Regions from separate parts of the Mus musculus genome. Here region 2 is linked to region 1. The links are chromatin contacts, called in public Hi-C maps. All regions are on one chromosome and are shown on one strand. The core of a region is the stretch at or near the end of the contact, and the rest is flanking DNA. Distances in the headings are between cores, read along the strand shown.

Region 1 (4,176 bases), core at 1,168-3,667:
TGACTGAAAGCTTTTAAGCATATTAATTACTATTGTAACAGGGCTCCACATCAGATCTTTGTAGCAACAGAGCATTTTCTTAGGAGTTGCAGGAACAAAGATTTACATAGAGAGCTGTGGATTCCATACAGATAAGTACTGAACAGGGCAGTTACCAATTCCACAATATTTTTGGATTTCTAGGGGTCTGACTCTCTGACTTAGGGGCTGCCTCTCTGACATACAGATTAGAAAGATTTTTAAAGTTAAGATCATTCTTTGGGAATTTCAAACACATGTTTGATGAAGTCTGAGCTTACTCAGACTGCCTTTCCTTTTCTTTCCATCACTGACAAACACCTTCCTCTGCCCAAATTCTTCCCTCACTTTTATGTCTTTTGTTATGATTTTAACCATGCTCATCCATGTAAGTATCTATATCCTGGCTAAAACTTTACAGGGTCATTTAGGAAGGGGGATCAAGTTCAAAAAGTAACCAAGGAGCTAAAGGGATCTGCAACCCTATAGGTGGAACAACATTATGAACTAACCAGTACCCCCCAGAGCTCCTGTCTAGCTACATATGTATCAGAAGATGGCCTAGTTGGCCATCAGTGGAAAGAGAGGCCCATTGGTCGTGCAAACTTTATCTGCCTCAGTACAGGGGAACACCAGGGCCAAGAAGTGGGAGTGGGTGGGTGGGGGAGTGGGCGGGGGAGCGGGTGGGGGACTTTTGGGATAGCATTGGAAATGTAAATGAAACAAATACCTAATTTAAAAAAAAAGAAAGAAAAGAAAAAGAAAATGCCCTCATCAAATTGGCCTATGGGCAAGCCCATAGTGCATTTTTCCTGATTGATGGCTGATAAAGGTGGGCTCAGCTCACTGTGAGTGACTGCTGATTCTAGGCTCTATAAGAAAGCAGGCTCAGTAAACCTTGGAAATCAAACCAGTAAATAGTACTCCCATGTGACTTCTCTATCAGCTCATACCTCCAGGTTCCTGCTCTCATCAAATTCCTGCCCTGACTTCCTTTAGTGGTGAACTATTACCTGGAAGTGTAAGCAAAACAAATCCTTTCCTCCCAAGTTGCTTTTGGCCATGGTGATTATTATTATTTTTAATCATTTCTTTTTGGGTTTATTTTTTTGAGATTATAATTATACCATCTTCCCTTTTCCATTTCTCCCACCAACTTTTTCAACAAACCCCTTCTTGCTGTGTTTTTCAAATCCATTTTGGTTTTTCGTTTTCTTTCTCTTTTTTTTCTCATTAATTGTATAACTACAAAAAAAAAAGAAAAAAGAAAGAAAGAAAGAAAGAAAGAAAGAAAGAAAGAAAGAAAGAAAGAAAGAAAGAAAAAGAAATGACCAAGACAGTAGGTATGAAGTTAAGGAGTGGATTATTACAGGGGATTTACCAAAAACTACTCTACTCTGATGATAATGGCATTCCCAAATCCTAGCAGCTATCAACAGTCAATAAAACCTTTCTGCCATCGGAGACTGGACTTGACAGACACATTCTTCTAATGTCAGAAGAAGCTAGCCCCTGCTTCTATGCAAAGGTCTCATCATTTCCAGAAGCCAGCATTCCCCAGCCCTCCCCCTCCCATCATCTCGCTCTTACATTTTTTTTTTTCTGCCCTCACTTTTATAATATTCCAGAAGCCTCAGATGGGGGCTGACATAGATCCCCATTTAGAGGTGAGCAGTGATGAATCACTTACTCACAGCACTGTGAGCAGCCACAAGTCTATACGTGTGTGTGTGTGTGTGTGTGTGTGTGTGTGTGTGTGAGAGAGAGAGAGAGAGAGAGAGAGAGAGAGAGAGAGAGAGAGAAAGAGAGAGAGAGAGAGAGAGAGAGAGAGAGAGAGTAAAAACAGAAGGAAGGAAGGAAAGAAGGAAGGAAGGAAGGAAGGAAGGAAGGAAAGAAGGAAGGAAGGAAGGAAGGAAGGAAGGAAGGAAGGAAGGAAGGAAGGAAGGAAGGAAGGCAGGCAGGCAGGCAGGCAGGCAGGCAGGCAGGCAGGCAGGCAGGCAGGCAGGCAGACAGGCAAGTTTGTCTGAAGAAGGATGGGGTTGCCCCCTGCCTGTGAGAAGAAACAAAACCTTTCAAGAGTCAGTTTGACAATGTGACCTCTCAGCCTTGGGCTTTTGACACATTCAAACTCTTAAAATCATATATTTTTGCTTATATTTTCTTCAGAAGAACTAATTATCTCATAAAGCCTCTCGCCTCCAGGACTATGGGTTATGCCTATTTACCCCCACAGATTTGGGGGCAGTAATGAAGGGTAACTCTGACCCAGAACTTTTCTGACTTCAGAAAGCAGAAGATTGAGACAGACATTCTCTGGAAAAGTTTTGATCCTGTTAGCTTCAGGCTCAAGCGTCATATTCGTCTTCAACATGACTAATACTGCGTTCCTTAGCTGTGTGATTACCAAAATTAGTCATAAAAAAAAAAAAAAAAACAGTTAAAAGCAAGTGAAACTAAAGTATTTGCTTAGGTTTCCCCTTAGTAACAATTTTATTTATTCAGTGACATAAAGAGTATAGAGAATGCTACATTAATTGGTTAGCCAGTTCTCACTATTAAAGAAGGTGTTTCATGACACACAGCAAAACATAGTACTGTGGCTTTGGCTAGGTCAGTAGAGCTCATTCAAGATAAAAAAAAAAAAAAAAAAAAAAAAAAAAACCAAAAAACAAAAAACAAAAACAAAACCATTGACAGAATTTTTTTTTCTTTTTTAAAAATTTTTATTAGGTATTTTCCTCAATTACATTTCCAATGCTATCCCAAAAGTACCCCATACCCCCCCTACTCCCCTACCCACCCACTCCCACTTTTTGGTCATGGCGTTCCCCTGTACTGGGGCATATAAAGTTTACATGTCCAAGGGCCTCTCTTTCCAGTGATGGCCGACTAGGCCATCTTTTGATACATATGCAGCTAGAGTCAAGAGCTCCAGGGTAGAAAGAATTAATTTGAAGAAAAAAAAGTACCTAATTTCTAAATATTAAAGTTCTAAATCTTTTTTTTATATTTATTTATTTAAAAATTTTTTATTACGTATTTTCCTCAATTACACATCATTATCTTTATCATTAAAACAGGAAAAGATAGAACAGGCCTTGGTGACTCAAGCCTTTGGTTCTAGCACACAGGAAACAGACGCAGGCATATCTCTTGAGTTTGAGAACAGTACAGCCTACATAGTGAGTTTGAGGACAGCTAAGTCTACACAAAGAAGCCTTGTCTTGAAAAACTAAAAATAAATAAATACAGTTTAAAATTTAAAAAATAACTAAAACAAAATAACAATAAAATTAATAAAAGTAATTAGAAAGGTATGATAGACAGGACAAACAAACATCTTTACAACAAGAGTTGAAAGTTAGATGATTAGAAATAATTATAAAGCTTGAATAAAGTGTTAGTTCAGAAGAAAAAAATGTATATTCATATTTCTAACCTATCACATCCCCTCACAAAAAAGAAAAGAACACAAACACGTGTTGAGCTTTGCTGGATACTTGCCAAGGAGATAGGAGTGGCAGGTGTGAAGGGAAGGGATAAAAGGACATAGGGGAGGAGGGGAGATTTAACTTAAATGTAACTGAATATAAAATACTACCACAAAGGCTAAGGAGATTAGCACACTGCTTTTGAGCACAAGTCTGAATATCTTTAGTGAAAAACTGTGTGAGGATCAAAAAAGAATGCCTAAGAATCTCTCTCCGCAACTTTATTGCTAGTCAAAGGGTTGGTTTATTTAAAAATGCGGTGACAATTCAAAACCATTTTGTCCACATTGTAAAATAAGGAAAATAGTGAGCTATTGTTAATAGTGACCAAGAGATTTCATTTTAACAAATAGGAAGTGAGAATAAAAAACTAAATAATGAAAGTAAAATCTTTTCTTGTTTTGTTAGAGATGTCAAAATATACTTGTGATACATATTTTTAGAACAATTTGGAGACCTAAAAGATTCAATTCCTCTAGGAACAATGAGAAGCTCAGTTATGGTGTCTACCATGTACTTGGCTAAATGAAGCAGGGCTAGTGGACACATTCTAAGATTAAAGCAGAGAAACGCAACACAGGACTTGAACTTTTTCAGCTGTTGGAGAAAATAGGATGTTTAATAGGAAGTGCTGTACAAATGACAGAAAAGTCAGTGGGAGAGAACC
Region 2 (4,176 bases), core at 515-3,014, 300 kb before region 1:
GGATATGGCCCTGTTGTCAACTCTGTTAAAAGTCCTGTTTCGGAAATCCTCCCAAGTCCGGAGCTTTCCACAGTCGGAAACTGCACTGGCTGAGATTTCCTTCTGTTTTTACATTGTCTCTGGCATCTTTGAAACGAAGAAGGATGCTTTGGCATTTTTGTGTGTGCGCGGTTTTGTGTGGGGGGCGGGGCAGAGAGCTTCTCAAACACACACTAGGAAACTTTACGCAGCTCTTTTCTTAATATCCCCGCTCCTCTCTGAGTAATCAGTCACAATGAAGTGAGTAAGACGCAGGTGTATCCTCCCGGAAGGACTTGCTATTCTGCATAAAGCTAATAGTACTAGGCTCAAAGGGGACTCTAGGAGAAAGGAACACTAATAAGGAGTGGGCCGAATGGTCCTTATGCTTCAACAAACCTATTCAAGGTTTGTATGAGAGGAAAAATAAATACATACATACATAAATAAAAAGAATTAGGTGAAGTCGTTTACCTAGAAGTGGATGGTTGGAAAATCCATGTCAATGGTGGAAAAGAAAAATTGGGAGGGGTGTGAATAAACCCAGCAGACCTGTTTTTGCCAGGCAGACAAAGGGGTCTTGAAGGTGGTGAACCCGCGCGTGGGAACTCCTGGGAGAGGCGGAGGCTGGGGCTTGCGAATCGAGGCTCTTTGTTCCCTTCAGAACTGATTGGGTTCCAAGGAGCCGGCGCTTAGACAAAGCGGCCAAGCTTCTACAGGACTCCAGTGGTTTGGGACCCTAGCGAGCAGGAGTGGGCGTGGTGATGAACACTATGTCCAAACCCTGCAAAGGAGTCATTCCCTTGCTCGGATAAATTGCCTCCAGGAAGGAGGCCTGTATCCCGGGTGCCCCAAAGGAAAATATCAGATCCAGGACACTCCACGTTTCACAGTGACATTTATTCTCTGGCCTTTTTGGAAATCAAGGGAGGGTCTGCACAGCCCTGGCATCAGAGGAGCTGCAGCCCCACAGTCACACAGCGACTGGGTTAGCTCTACTGAGCTGTGCCTCCGCACCCTTTGCAAGCTGAGCTGCCAGTTCTTTCTTCCCAGTTCCTATGAGAAGGCTTGAGGCCAGCGCTTGAGTTATCAAAACAGGAAGAGAGGTGTACCGGGTGCCGTGCTGGTGTCTACCCTTTCTTCTACAAGAACTAGTAGTCAGAGCAGGATAATGAGAAGACTGGTGTGTGTGTGTGTGTGTGTGTGTGTGTGTGTGTGTGTGTGTGTGTGTGTGTGTGTGTGTTTCGTGTGTGTTTCGTGTGTGTTTCGTGTGTGAGCATCATTTCAGAAAGAAGTAAGCCTGCCTTCATTTGTGACAGTCAAGCAAACAAACAAACAAAAAAATTCACATTCAAAGCTCCTCCTCTTTAATTAAAGCCCGCAACTGCAGCTTTTTTGAACAAGGCAGAGACAGGGTTGTGGAGACAGTCCTCACCCACGTGCTGGAGAAATCCTGACTGCTCTGGGCTTCCAGACTCAGGCACAGGGTGGGGCCAGTGTTACCAAGAGCAGTGCAGGGTAGCTGGGGTCTCTGGATGTTCATCCCCTTTTGGCCTGAATGAAACGTTCAGGGGGGTGACCTGAGCACATGATTTCTTTCAACTCCCTAACAGTGCCTCTGGTGGAGCACTTGATTCATCAGCTAACCCACCATCTCGTCTCTGTGCAAGCTTATGGGGAGGCCAGTTTTGAAATGACTTAAAGAGTAAAGGGGCCCTGAAGGCCAGATCAAAACTTCATTTAAAAGTGAGACCATAGAGGCAGGCTACAGCCTTTGGGGGGCACTGCAAGCCTTACAGGCTGGCAGTAGCTCCAACCAAGTTCTTTAATCTTACATTTCTCTGAGTTCAGAGTCCCCAACACCATGAATATTTCCCACTAGATAGGAGGTTTCTCTATCCAACCACTTCTTCTTTAGCAGAGTCCCCACGCACAGCCAATGGAGCATCACTCACTCTTCAGCATCAAGCACTCATTGTACACAGAAAGGAAAGTAGTAGCTGAGAAAGGTTGCCGTCCTCTATTTCTGGAGGAACCTTAGCAGTGTGTTCAACAAGAGTAGGGGATTACTCCCTACAGTGTGAGTGACAATCACTGACCACCTGAACCTGCCATTTCCTTCTGGATAAACTTTATTGATAGACGGATTTTGTTAATGCATCTACATCAGACCACTGGTAGTATTAAGTGGATCGTTCTTGAGTTACTTTCTCCCACAGGCTTTTCACTACTTTTTCACGTTTGGCATACTCACCAGAATATACTGGAAATGGCTTTTAAGATTCCCACATGCACAACTACTTGAGCAAACCTTTCTAGTGAGGAAAGAATTTAAACATGTGGCAAAGTTAAATGATATATAGATGCCAATTTTGGTGAGACTCCCTGAAACTTACTTGGCAGAACTACAATGAGACTTCAGTATAGTTATCCATGTCTTTTTTTCTCCCTTAAGGCTCCTTACATTATATTACTAAACAATCAACAGTTTTGAATTTTGCCATGTATAAGGTTGATAGTAAAGCTGAACACCCAGTGCTGAGATTATAACTGCACAGAAAAACTCACTTTTAAATTGTTTCAAAGTAGAAGATGGGTTTGTAAAACAGTATTCCATCTTTTGCCCTTTAATTCCCAGATTAATTTTTCAATTACACTACACTATATCTCATCTTTATTTGTTTGATACTTTGGGAATAAAATATAGAATTGCTCCCTGCTTGAGTTCAGACTTAGTTTGACTCAAGTCTTTTGTTGATATGTTTTTTTTTAAGTTTCAATTAATGAAGAAGCTTAATCTAGTCACATTCATTCCACAGCTAAGTAATCAGTATCCTAAAATACTAAGATACTGAGACCTAATATCCAAAAGTGTATTTAATCACCTTTGTTGTGTATCTCAGAATTGACAATATAAATTATTGCAAAGGCAGAAACTCATACCAAAGAGAAAACAATAACAAAAGATTGTAGATGTTAACAGGCATAAGTACAGATATTCCTCAGAGTGGGATCTTGTGCAAGATCATCTTTGTTGAATTTCACAACACCATAGGAGCAGAAACACTATCAAATCACATTCTTTAGTGCTGAGTGATTTCTTTGATGTCTTTTGTTTCTTCCCTTTTTAAAATTGCATGTTGAATGTTTTGTAGATATTTCTATGCAAAAAAGTGTTTTCAATGTAGCTGTTCAGAGGTCATGTCCAAAGTAGAATGAGAAGCAAACAGTGGGTGGCAATATTCTTCATGCCTTGAATTCATGGGAAGGGAATCTTTCTTCAGACAGTAAAACCAAGATCGTTTACAAAAATATCCAACAACAAAAAAGTATGCTTTATAGCGTGAGATGATTCCTTTGAGTGTAAAAGAGAAGTTTGACTACTAGTGCTCATTTTCATTCAAGGTTCTTTCCAATGATAAAAGCCTGACCTATGGCCAATCACCAATTTAATAGAAGCTGCTCAAATGGGGAAGTACCAGTCTTCTCAGAATATGCATTTGTCCTGTTAACATTCCATAGGACTAACTATATCATCATAAAAACCATTGTACATGTAGAAATTATATTCATCATTAATTGCCACAATACTATATCAATTTTAAAAATTCAATTGCATGAATAATTTTAACACCATAAAATATACTAGGTCTCAAAATTATTATTTGAACCTTAGCAACCTATGGTAGAAAAAATGATATTGACAGTCATTAATGGAGTGATGATTGGAAAGATCTTTGCCTTTTCCCATAAAAAATAATGATAATTTATGCCTGCTTAAAGGTGTACACCAGAGTGTGAAGGTTAACTTCCGTGCACATCCACAATCTTACTCATAGGCAATAATTATCATTAGAAGTATAATATGAAAATTGACAACTCCATCACTGCATAGTAAAATGTGTTCTGTTTCCTAACACCCTGGATGACCTCTGTAAAATGACTATTATTAACCTTGAACAGACATGCAAATGAATAATTTTCATCAGTAGAACTGTGTAAAAATATTAATTTTTATAAAGTTTCAAATTTCACAGGAAGTGGTTTTTTTATATGATTTCATAAGTAGCACAGGGGGTCGCTTCGAATTAAAATTACGTATTAAGAAAATAATGCAAAGCAAGTACCAAGCCATAAGCCTCCAGTGTTGGAATCACC

What was found. Hi-C and Micro-C count contacts between places; a contact is called where the count stands out from the background.
Region 2: a Hi-C map of the Ba/F3 cell line shows a contact between it and region 1, with 2.8 times the contacts expected there. The contact joins two enhancer-like sites. A contact is called at or near these places in 3 of 39 promoter capture datasets (the HPC-7 cell line, hippocampal neurons and pre-B cells), 2 of 15 datasets of contacts at CTCF or cohesin (large pre-B cells and pro-B cells), 4 of 484 Hi-C or Micro-C datasets (the Ba/F3 cell line, the HPC-7 cell line, Th1 cells and 1 more), 7 of 115 datasets of contacts at active chromatin or transcription factors (the 230-238 cell line, the SCID.adh cell line, large pre-B cells and 3 more) and 2 of 9 other capture datasets (macrophages and pancreatic islet).

The regions. Positions count from the first base shown.
Region 1 is chr1:95,366,177-95,370,352 of GRCm38.p6, reverse strand. No RefSeq gene overlaps it. Among named protein-coding and RNA genes, the nearest start is that of Fam174a, 55 kb to the right of the region's middle. Within about 2 kb of position 2,417, at least 6 of the 459 cell types and tissues checked have an H3K27ac peak or open chromatin away from gene starts, as enhancers often do. A contact at or near this core is called in the Ba/F3 cell line, where this site is marked.
Region 2 is chr1:95,662,094-95,666,269 of GRCm38.p6, reverse strand. The region is part of intron 1 of St8sia4 (ST8 alpha-N-acetyl-neuraminide alpha-2,8-sialyltransferase 4); the gene reads left to right. Among named protein-coding and RNA genes, the nearest start is that of St8sia4, 3.4 kb to the left of the region's middle. Within about 2 kb of position 1,764, at least 53 of the 459 cell types and tissues checked have an H3K27ac peak or open chromatin away from gene starts, as enhancers often do. A contact at or near this core is called in the Ba/F3 cell line, where this site is marked.